3 separate regions of the Macaca mulatta genome follow, and regions 1 and 2 are each linked to region 3. Evidence: chromatin contacts called from public Hi-C data. All regions are on one chromosome and are shown on one strand. The core of a region is the stretch at or near the end of the contact, and the rest is flanking DNA. Distances in the headings are between cores, read along the strand shown.

Region 1 (2,700 bases), core at 55-2,554, 88 kb before region 3:
TAATAAAATATCTTCTCCCTACCTCATAAGATGGATCTCAAAGGTCACTGAGTGGAGATAAGAGTCAGGAAATGGCATACAGAGTGCTAGCATTTTGCACTTTTGTTAGACTCTAAACAATCATTGATGGCCTGCAGTTTGTCTGAAGCTAGGTACTTTTCTGGCTGTCAGGTAGAGCAGCGTTCATTTTTCTGCAGGCTGTTCTGCCCAAACTTTCATTTCCTAACAGGGATCGCTGGGGTCCACGCTTTGAGAGTTTTTAAAAAGAAAGGAAGAAATCCAACATTATTATCACTTTAGTTTGCATTATCAGACAGATTGTACCTTCTGCTTTCTCCATACTGTGACCCAGTATCCAGCCTAGGGTATTCAAATGGCAAGATCAAGATCTGACCTGCACAACAGCCAAAGCGAGCCAGCATCCTCCCTTATGCCACTCACATTATCTCACCACCAATATCTGTAAGCTGCACCAGAAATCAAAACTGAGCCTTAAATAGTCTGAGCTAGTGAGGGGGTTGTATTTCTTAGCCCTAATAACCACTTAAACGAGTAAAATTTAATTCCCCTAAGGAACCCCGCCTGAAGCAAACCCTCCCCAAGGGCACCACTGAGGGGGTAGCGCTGAAATGTTTTGGAAGATTCAGTCACCTGTTTCCAAATATTATCTAACTAGCTTCCCCTCCTTTCCTCCGAGCTCCCCTGCAGTTACTCCAGGACCCCGAAAGCCTCTTTCTGGGCACATTTGGGCCTCCCCACTAAGACAAACCGCACTTTCTTCCTGCGCACAGGCTGCCTGTTAGGAATGGTGAGTGGGGGTGGAGAAAGTGGAGAGGCCGGGGTCCAACCCAGCAGACCCCTGCAGACCGGGCCTAGGTCAGAGACGCGAGCACCTAGCCTAGCTAGGTTCCTTCGTCGACCTTGAGAAAGGGGCGCGGATCCGTGTCCCCCAGGGGACACGGGGTCTCGGAGCCCGCACAGGCTGAGGGGCAGGGGTCCGGCCGAGCCGGGCCGCCTCACCTGCACTTCGGTCGGCCCACAGGATTAATGGCAGCACCAGCCCGAGTACAAGCCCCGGCGCCACCATGCTTGCAAGGATCCGCCCGCCGCTCGGGACTGGGAAGGTGGGCTCCCGGCGGGGGCGGGGCCTGGGCAGGGGCGGGGCCTGGGCGGGGGTGAGGCCGGCTCCACCCTTTTGCAGTCCTCGGAGCCTCCCGCGACCTCAGGACTGGGCCGTGCGCTCCCCTTCTCGGCCGCCGTAGTTTTGTTTTTTTTTTTTTTTTAAGTAAAAACGGTTACCCAGCAACGAGAAAAACAACCGGAACCGGTGGCACCTGCTTGGAGAGAAAGGAGGTGAGGCCGCTTCCCCACTTCCTCTCCGACACCGAGACCTAGCCTTTTCCCTTCGTCTCTTGTACTCTCTCTGCATCCCAGACACATCCTCGGAGCCCTGGGCCGTTTGGAGCCGAGGCAGCCCATTCTGCACGAATCTGAAATCCCAGGTCCTCAACGTCTGCCCCCCCGCCAGCCCTCCTCTGCCCACATTGGTTCAGAATCTCGCCAGCCCTTTTCACCACCCTAGAATGGTTCGATACCTCTATCTACTGCTCCCTCAGAAAAAGCAAAAGAGAGGAGTCAGGCGTGGTGGCGCGCGCCTGTAATCCCAACTGCTCGGGAGGCTGAGGCGGGAGCATCGCTGGAGCCCAGGAGTTCCAGGCCAGAGACACCGTCTCAAAGGAAAAAAAGAAAAAAGCGATGAAACGAGAACCCTCCATAGTCTCATCAAACCGCCTAGTTCTCCCAACCTGCACCCCTACCACGGCTTCCACCTCTATTCCGCATTGACGCACACTCTCACGTTAACAGGCCAGGTCTTTTCATACTCAGCCAGGTTAACAGGCCAGGTCTTTTCATACTCAGCAGCTCAGCCCACTGCTTAGCAGCTACCCTTAATCTGGCCCTTGTATTGCAAGACAGAGAGACAGCCTAGTCAAGAAGAAACCGGAAAATATAAGAATTCTAAAACTTTAGAGGCTGGGATTTCAAAATCATGGCACACAGCCCCATCCCATCCCATCCCTCCCCTCCCTCACACACACGCAGGCACAACCCCATTCCACAGTACAAAGGTGTTCGAAGCATTGTGGGCCATGCTTCAGAAGTGGCAGCAAAGGGAAAGGTTGTGCAATTTCTTCATTCAACAAATTAATTTCTAGAACCAGGACTAATTTCTACTCTTTAAAAAAAAAAATAGACCTCAAAGAGGGTCTTCTCAGCAATTGATAATGAATTCAATTTAAGTTTTTAACAATCATTCTCTCTAAATTCCTGTGTGATAGCAAAAATTACCCTTACCTTTTGAGAATACAAAGGGTAAAGAGAAAAAGTCATATTGAAAATTATGGGTTTTTTGTAGGGTTTAAAAAAAATGATTTGGCCTAGTGAATGGGTCTGTATTTGTATTTTTCTAATCCATAATGGAGATTTCAAAACCCTTTGGAAGAAATAGATGGACTTGGGTTGTGTTAGAGAAAAAAGAATTCAAGTTAAAAAAATGTGGGTCTCAGAAATAATTTGTTGGCATAGTTGTGATTATAAAAGTAAAATCAGATAAATTTAAAGACAGTATTCTTTAATGAATCTTTAGGTTCCATAGGCAGTTCTTACCAAGAAGATGTCGATTCCATTCTCCAACACCCA
Region 2 (2,918 bases), core at 232-2,731, 98 kb after region 3:
CGGGGAGGTGGGGGTCCATCCGGCCCCATCCTCATTCCCACCTCCCCCCTTCCCCCACACTCAGTGCTTCCAGCCTTTCTACGTCCCGCCCAGAGCTGCTAGGGTTGGAAGGCACCTAAACACCCATAGTTGGAGGCTCACAAACAGGGGCCTGGACTGATGAAGGAGGCTTGGAAGAAGCCCCCCACCCCTTGCCAACGTCTCGGGTTCCCTTCAACAAGCTCTGCCTGAAATACTTCAATTCTTGATTCTGCTTACTCCCGAGTCTGCGACTGTATAGCACCCATCCCTCTGGGGTCAGAAGCAGTCGCCCCATGAAGTTTGTCTCATCCCGGAGCTGATGGCTGAGCCAGAACTCAGGCACTGACTCTTCAATCAGCAGGGCCTTACCTCAGGTTAGGAATGCCCCGTCCTCTCTCTTTCCTAGACACCCCAAAGCCATCTCCAGTCTACTGGGGGCTCTTCAGGTAGAAAGAACCCCAGAAAAGTCAGAAGCAGACCGCGACTGGAAGTGGGAGGCGAGAGGGGGGTGCATGGTTTTCTTCTCGCCCCCCAGTAAGGACGACTGTTATCAGATTTGAACAGATTTGCACGAATTTTGCATCAATCCCACATGCCTTTACAAAAATAATATTATCTTTGTTTTTATCCTAGAATCCTTGGTTCCATTTCAGTCTCCTCAAAAACGTAAAACAATTTAATAAAAAATGTCAAAGCAGAGTAATGTAAAAGTATTCAAGCACATGACAGTTGCCTGGGTTTGCCTGGCTTTCGGTCTCCTACAGGAACTCCTAGATTAGGGCGTTTGGAGCAGGACTCCCGGGTCAGGGCGCGCCGCACCATCCCCTGGCCTCCAGGCTGCAGAACAGAGGACCAGAGGGCAGAGAGGTGGACCTGTCTTGGAGTTCTCTTCCTGCTCCCAACTCTTGCTGCAAACCACCCCAGTCTCCTGCACTTCCGTCGCCAAATCCCTAGACTTGAGAGGGAATGGAAGTCAGAGCTTTGGCAGCAAGGAGCATTGCTTGCGCTTTGCCTCAGTTTCCATAAGGTTAGGGAAAAGAGAGGACAGACTCCTGTTCTAAAGTTGGGCGGAAGGGCAGAGTTCGACAGAACCTCATCCTTCATCTTAGGTGCTTTGAGAAAGAAGGGACAATCTCTCGCTGCGTCCAGAACAGAATGCTAGACTTGGGGCGCGGGGCGGGGACTCCAACTCGCGTGCCACGCTACTCTAGTCTCCTGCCCGGATAGTGACTGTAGGGGTAGGGGTGGGAGGGTGGAGGGAGGTGGATTAATCCCTTAATTACGCCGTGATCGGCGTAGCACCTGCTTTCCGCCTGCCCAGCTCCCAGGGGACTCCGGCACTGGGGGGTGGAGAGAAGGACGAGAGAAGGAGGAGGGCATGAGGAGGCACCGACCGTACCCAGGCGAGCCGGCAGGAGAGCGGCACCGTGGCTGCCGCAGCGCGCAGAGGCTGTGGAGGGGCTTACGGCACCCGGCCCGCGGGTCTCAGACCCAGGGGCTGGGCCCCGAGCCCCCAGCCCCGATCCCAGCTGGGTCGAACCATGCTGCGCTACCTGCTGAAAACGCTGCTGCAGATGAACTTGTTCGCGGACTCACTGGCCGGGGACATCTCCAACTCCAGCGAGCTACTCTTGGGCTTCAACTCCTCGCTGGCGGCGCTCAACCACACCCTGCTGCCTCCCGGCGATCCCTCACTCAACGGTGAGTCCCTGCCTCTTGGGGATATGGGATCCTGGGATGGGGATGAGGTGAGAGGGCGGCGTGGAAGAGAAGGAGAATCACTCCTGTCCCGAGGTCCAGGATTGAGCGGCGCCTCCCAGCGCCTCCCTGGGTCTTGGGGGCTAAGGGATAATTTGGAGCTTGGAGCACCTGAGTGGGGGTACCCGCGGGAGGTCGAGGGCTTGGGAGAAGATATCTACTGAGTCTTTTTACACCTCCTTCCCTTCCCCTACAACGCCCACCCCAGGTGAGAAGACCGTAGCTGGTGACGGGCAGGGAAGTCCGAGCTAAGAAAGGCCCGGGCCCAGCGCAGGGAGGGCAGAGGAGGGGGCACGGTCTCCCGCCGGCCTCGGCCAAGCCGGGTCACTCGGTGACCCACCCAGGCAGCTGGTCTTCGGAATCCCGAAGTTTCCCAAGAACTCACTTAGGACCAGAGGAAGCCAAAATGCTGGATGTGTTTGCTACGGAGGGGACAGGGGCGGCGATCATTTTAAGGAAACTTAGAAGTTTGTCTTTCAGCGGCGGGACTCTCAGCCGGCCCACCCCGGCAGAGCTGTGGCGGGCGGGCGGAGCTGGCTGCGAGGTCGTTACCGCTAATTACGGCGATTAATAAATGACTGGGACAGCGCGCTCTCCCCTAGCGCCGCGGGGAAGCTGCGGGAGCCGGCCGCCGCCAGCATTCGGAGAGGCCGGAGCGCGCCCCCTGCCTGCAGCATCTGCAACCCCGGCTTTCCCGGGCGCTTTCGCGTGTGGTTCCCTCCAGGTGCACGCGGTCCCCATCCCTCTGCCTCGACCCACTCGAGTCTAGTGACGAGCACTGTGCTGGGGACTCGAAGGTGGAGAGAAAGGAGACCGGGGCAATATGTGTGTGTTTATGTGTAGGACACATCAGGTGCTGAGGGAGGAGCCCCAGAGCCTCATTAGCATGGCCATTAGCTATTCATTAGGCTGCAGTCGAAGCATCTCCTGAGACCGGGAAGGGTAGGGGGAAATTCCAGGGAAAGGGCGCCTGCAGCTGCGTCTACAGGAATTAGGGGGAAAGGACCGACCAGAAGGGTGTGTTCCGTATGGAAGGAGTGGGGAGGAAGACGATGGGGGATGAGCCCGATTCTCCAACCTCTTGACCCTCCTAGATTCCCAGGAGGTTAAGCACAGACCCCTTCTCGCTGGCACCCCGC
Region 3 (2,700 bases), core at 187-2,686:
GGGGTGGAATGCAGAAGGAACAGAGCTGAAGTTGAAGTTGGGAAGGCCGGGATGAGATGTTTGAGGGATCCTGGAGCAGGCCCACCAAGCCCGGAGGGACAGAAGACTACTGCGGGCTTTGGTGTGGCCTGGGGGGCTGTACTTGAGACCCACTTTATCCAAGGACTGTAATATTGCATGCCCCAACAACTGTGGAGCACAGAACAGGCTAAAGGGGACACTGGTGATCCTCATCTCAGTCCTCATCATTGTGGCTGAATTTCACTCTACAGCTTTCCAGGCCTTACTTGTCCTGACATCCTGCAACCTGAGAAATGAGTTAAAGTCAATATAGCTGAACCCACCCTTCACTCCCATTCGAGATCCTTGAAGGGGGATGGCAAGAAAGCTGAGGGATAGCAAGTGAAACAGCTTCAAAGGGCCTAGTCCCGCCGGGTCCTTCTCTCCCAGGTGGAGTTCTGAGCCACCCCAGCTTCAGCTGAAGCCAGCGCCCCTGGAGGCCTCCAACGCTTCCCAAACCCTTGCTCCAAGGAGGTTCCCTTCCTGACCTTTGGCCACCCTCCTCTCAATTTCCCCTCATCCCTTTGGCTCTGGGAACCAATAGGGGTGGTGGGCCTGGAGGAGGGGGGGGGGTCACAATTCTGTTTCTCTGTGCGTTTGAACCCCTCCCCCATTTCCTGTGTCCCAAATGACCTCACGGTCGTCCTTTTGGGGCACCTCCCTTGATTCCCAGGGCAGGAAGCAGGAGGGAGCAAGAGAGAGGATCTGCGCTGGGGAATTGACACAAAGTGCGTGTGTCAAGCCTGGGGACCAGAGGTATTTCCCCGGGGGATCTTCCTCATCAGCTTGTATGTGGGGTCGGGGATGAGAGGGGGCTAGAGTTAAGTCCTTAAGCTCTTTAGCCAGTGTCTCATCTAGCGGCTCAGCTCATCCGGCTCTGCTGGGTGGGGGGTGGGGAGTGGACAGGGTGAGCAACGGTTCCGATAATTCACCCCAGAGGTATCCAGGTCTTTCGAGAGATGCCGTTACCTCCCCCAGCCATCCGCCCCCACACCCAAACTGGGAGCTGTACCCGCCAAAGTGAGAAGTCAGCGCCAGCCAGCGATGCCCTGGAGTGGGATTAGGAGGTCAGGGGAGGAGGGCGAGTCGTGGGACCCAGTTCCGCAGCAGTGGCCAAAGTTCTCCCTCAGGGTCGAACTCACCCCATCCCGCATCCCAAGTCCCCTCCAGGTCCGGGTTTCACTCACCGAGGGCACTCAGCCCCAGGAACAGAAACCGCAGCAAGTTGGTCACCAGGGGCCCCGGGAGGGAAATCATGGTCCTCCCTGGCCCGGACCGAGTCAGAGGCGCCAGCTGCGGGACGCACGGACCCGCAGGTGCCGAGGCTGCGCAGCGGCCGGAGCGTGCGCGGGAGCCGGGTCGCCGACACCCAGGGCGGCTCCAGCCCAAGTCTGCGCGCCTGTGTGCTGGTGGCGGGGTGGGGACCGACGGCGACAGCGGGGCGGGGCATTCGAGGGGGCGGAGAGGTCGCTGTCCTCCCGGGCGGGGCGCGCGGGGTCCGCCGCCCGGGGGCGCCCCCAGCGCGCGGACGGCGGGATCCTGCAGCCTCTTCCAGGTCTGAACGCAGGGAGGGGTGAGGTAAGCTGTGATGCCCCACGAGCCAGCCAGGGAGTGGAGGGGGAAGAGGAGGCTCCAGAACTATCCTGAGCCATAACCTCCCCTTCCGCCGGGGTGGGATAGGAAGGGTGACCAGGAAGGGTGGGAAATTTGGGGACTATCCGAAGTCGGAACCACCCGTAACCCCTGACATGTAAACGCTCCTGGGCTCTGGCTCCAACAACCCGCTCCAAGCTTGGGGGTGCCGCATCCCCGGCCCAATCAGGGCGGCCTTCCTGAAGGAGGAAGAGGGGAGCAGCATTTTCCAGTTGCAGGCAGAGGCCGGAGCGCCAGCCGCGCGGACTCCTTTGTACCGCGGGAATCTGTGGCTTTCCTGGAGGCGGGGGCTGAGCGGCCACCGGAGCGCTGCAGCGAGGGCGACGGCGGAGGCCGCGCGGGAGCCCAGGGCGCGCGGGGAATCTTCACCTGCGGGCAGGAAAAAGCGCTCCGCGAGTTCCGCAGACCCCAACCCAGGCTGGAGGATTACCCCGGCCTGTGCCTCATATTCCGAACAGGGAAGGTTGGCACAAAGTAGTCCCAGGAGCTGAGCGGGAAACTGAGGCAATGTGCATGCTGCTCCCAGCTTAGCCCCTGAAATGAGCGGCGTACAGGCCTGATGTTGACTGGGGAGGAGGGGCGGCTGCGAGAAGGAAGACAGGACAGTCCCTCCGTTTCTTCTTTATACCCCGAATCTTCAGTGCCTCCCATTCCCGCAGTGAAAGGCTCAGGCGCGCGCTGATCCTTTAATTCCCGAGACTAGATCTTGTTCGTTGTGAATTGAATTTAACGCCCCCCTCCCCGCGCCATTCGGTCAAAAGGCACCTCTGCGCCCTCTGGCGGCCGCTGCTCCCTTACAGAAAGGCACGCACCTGTTCTTCCTTTTCTGTCCAACAGCCAAAAAAAAAAAAAAGAAAAAGAAAAAGATGCTTCAAACATCCCAGCACAGCTCAACCACCCAGCAAAGGTCAGTGAGGGCAGAAAGCATAACAACGATTTCCTGGCGCTGCCCGCGGCTGTCTGGGAAGAAAAGCAGCCAGGCCTGCG

What was found. Hi-C and Micro-C count contacts between places; a contact is called where the count stands out from the background.
Region 1: a contact with region 3 is called in a Hi-C map of fetal cortex germinal zone, with 3 times the contacts expected there. The contact joins the promoter of SPA17 here to the promoter of ESAM in region 3. A contact is called at or near these places in 5 of 14 Hi-C or Micro-C datasets (CD4 T cells, blood, fetal cortex germinal zone and 2 more).
Region 2: a contact with region 3 is called in a Hi-C map of fetal cortical plate, with 1.8 times the contacts expected there. The contact joins the promoter of ROBO3 here to the promoter of ESAM in region 3. A contact is called at or near these places in 2 of 14 Hi-C or Micro-C datasets (fetal cortex germinal zone and fetal cortical plate).

What each region holds. Positions count from the first base shown.
Region 1 is chr14:125,079,645-125,082,344 of T2T-MMU8v2.0, forward strand. It overlaps SPA17 (sperm autoantigenic protein 17), which reads left to right and starts at 1,305. Exons shown (of 5, transcript NM_001172082.1): 1 at 1,305-1,353; 2 at 2,648-2,700. The coding sequence starts at 2,675. It overlaps SIAE (sialic acid acetylesterase), which reads right to left and starts at 1,106. Exons shown (of 10, transcript NM_001261504.1): 1 at 1,021-1,106. The coding sequence starts at 1,087.
Region 2 is chr14:125,265,960-125,268,877 of T2T-MMU8v2.0, forward strand. ROBO3 (roundabout guidance receptor 3) reads left to right here and starts at 1,482. Exons shown (of 28, transcript XM_015116026.3): 1 at 1,482-1,722. The coding sequence starts at 1,563.
Region 3 is chr14:125,167,739-125,170,438 of T2T-MMU8v2.0, forward strand. It overlaps ESAM (endothelial cell adhesion molecule), which reads right to left and starts at 1,437. Exons shown (of 7, transcript NM_001257484.1): 1 at 1,248-1,437. The coding sequence starts at 1,317. It overlaps LOC114672431 (a long non-coding RNA gene), which reads left to right and starts at 2,404. Exons shown (of 3, transcript XR_003722819.2): 1 at 2,404-2,620.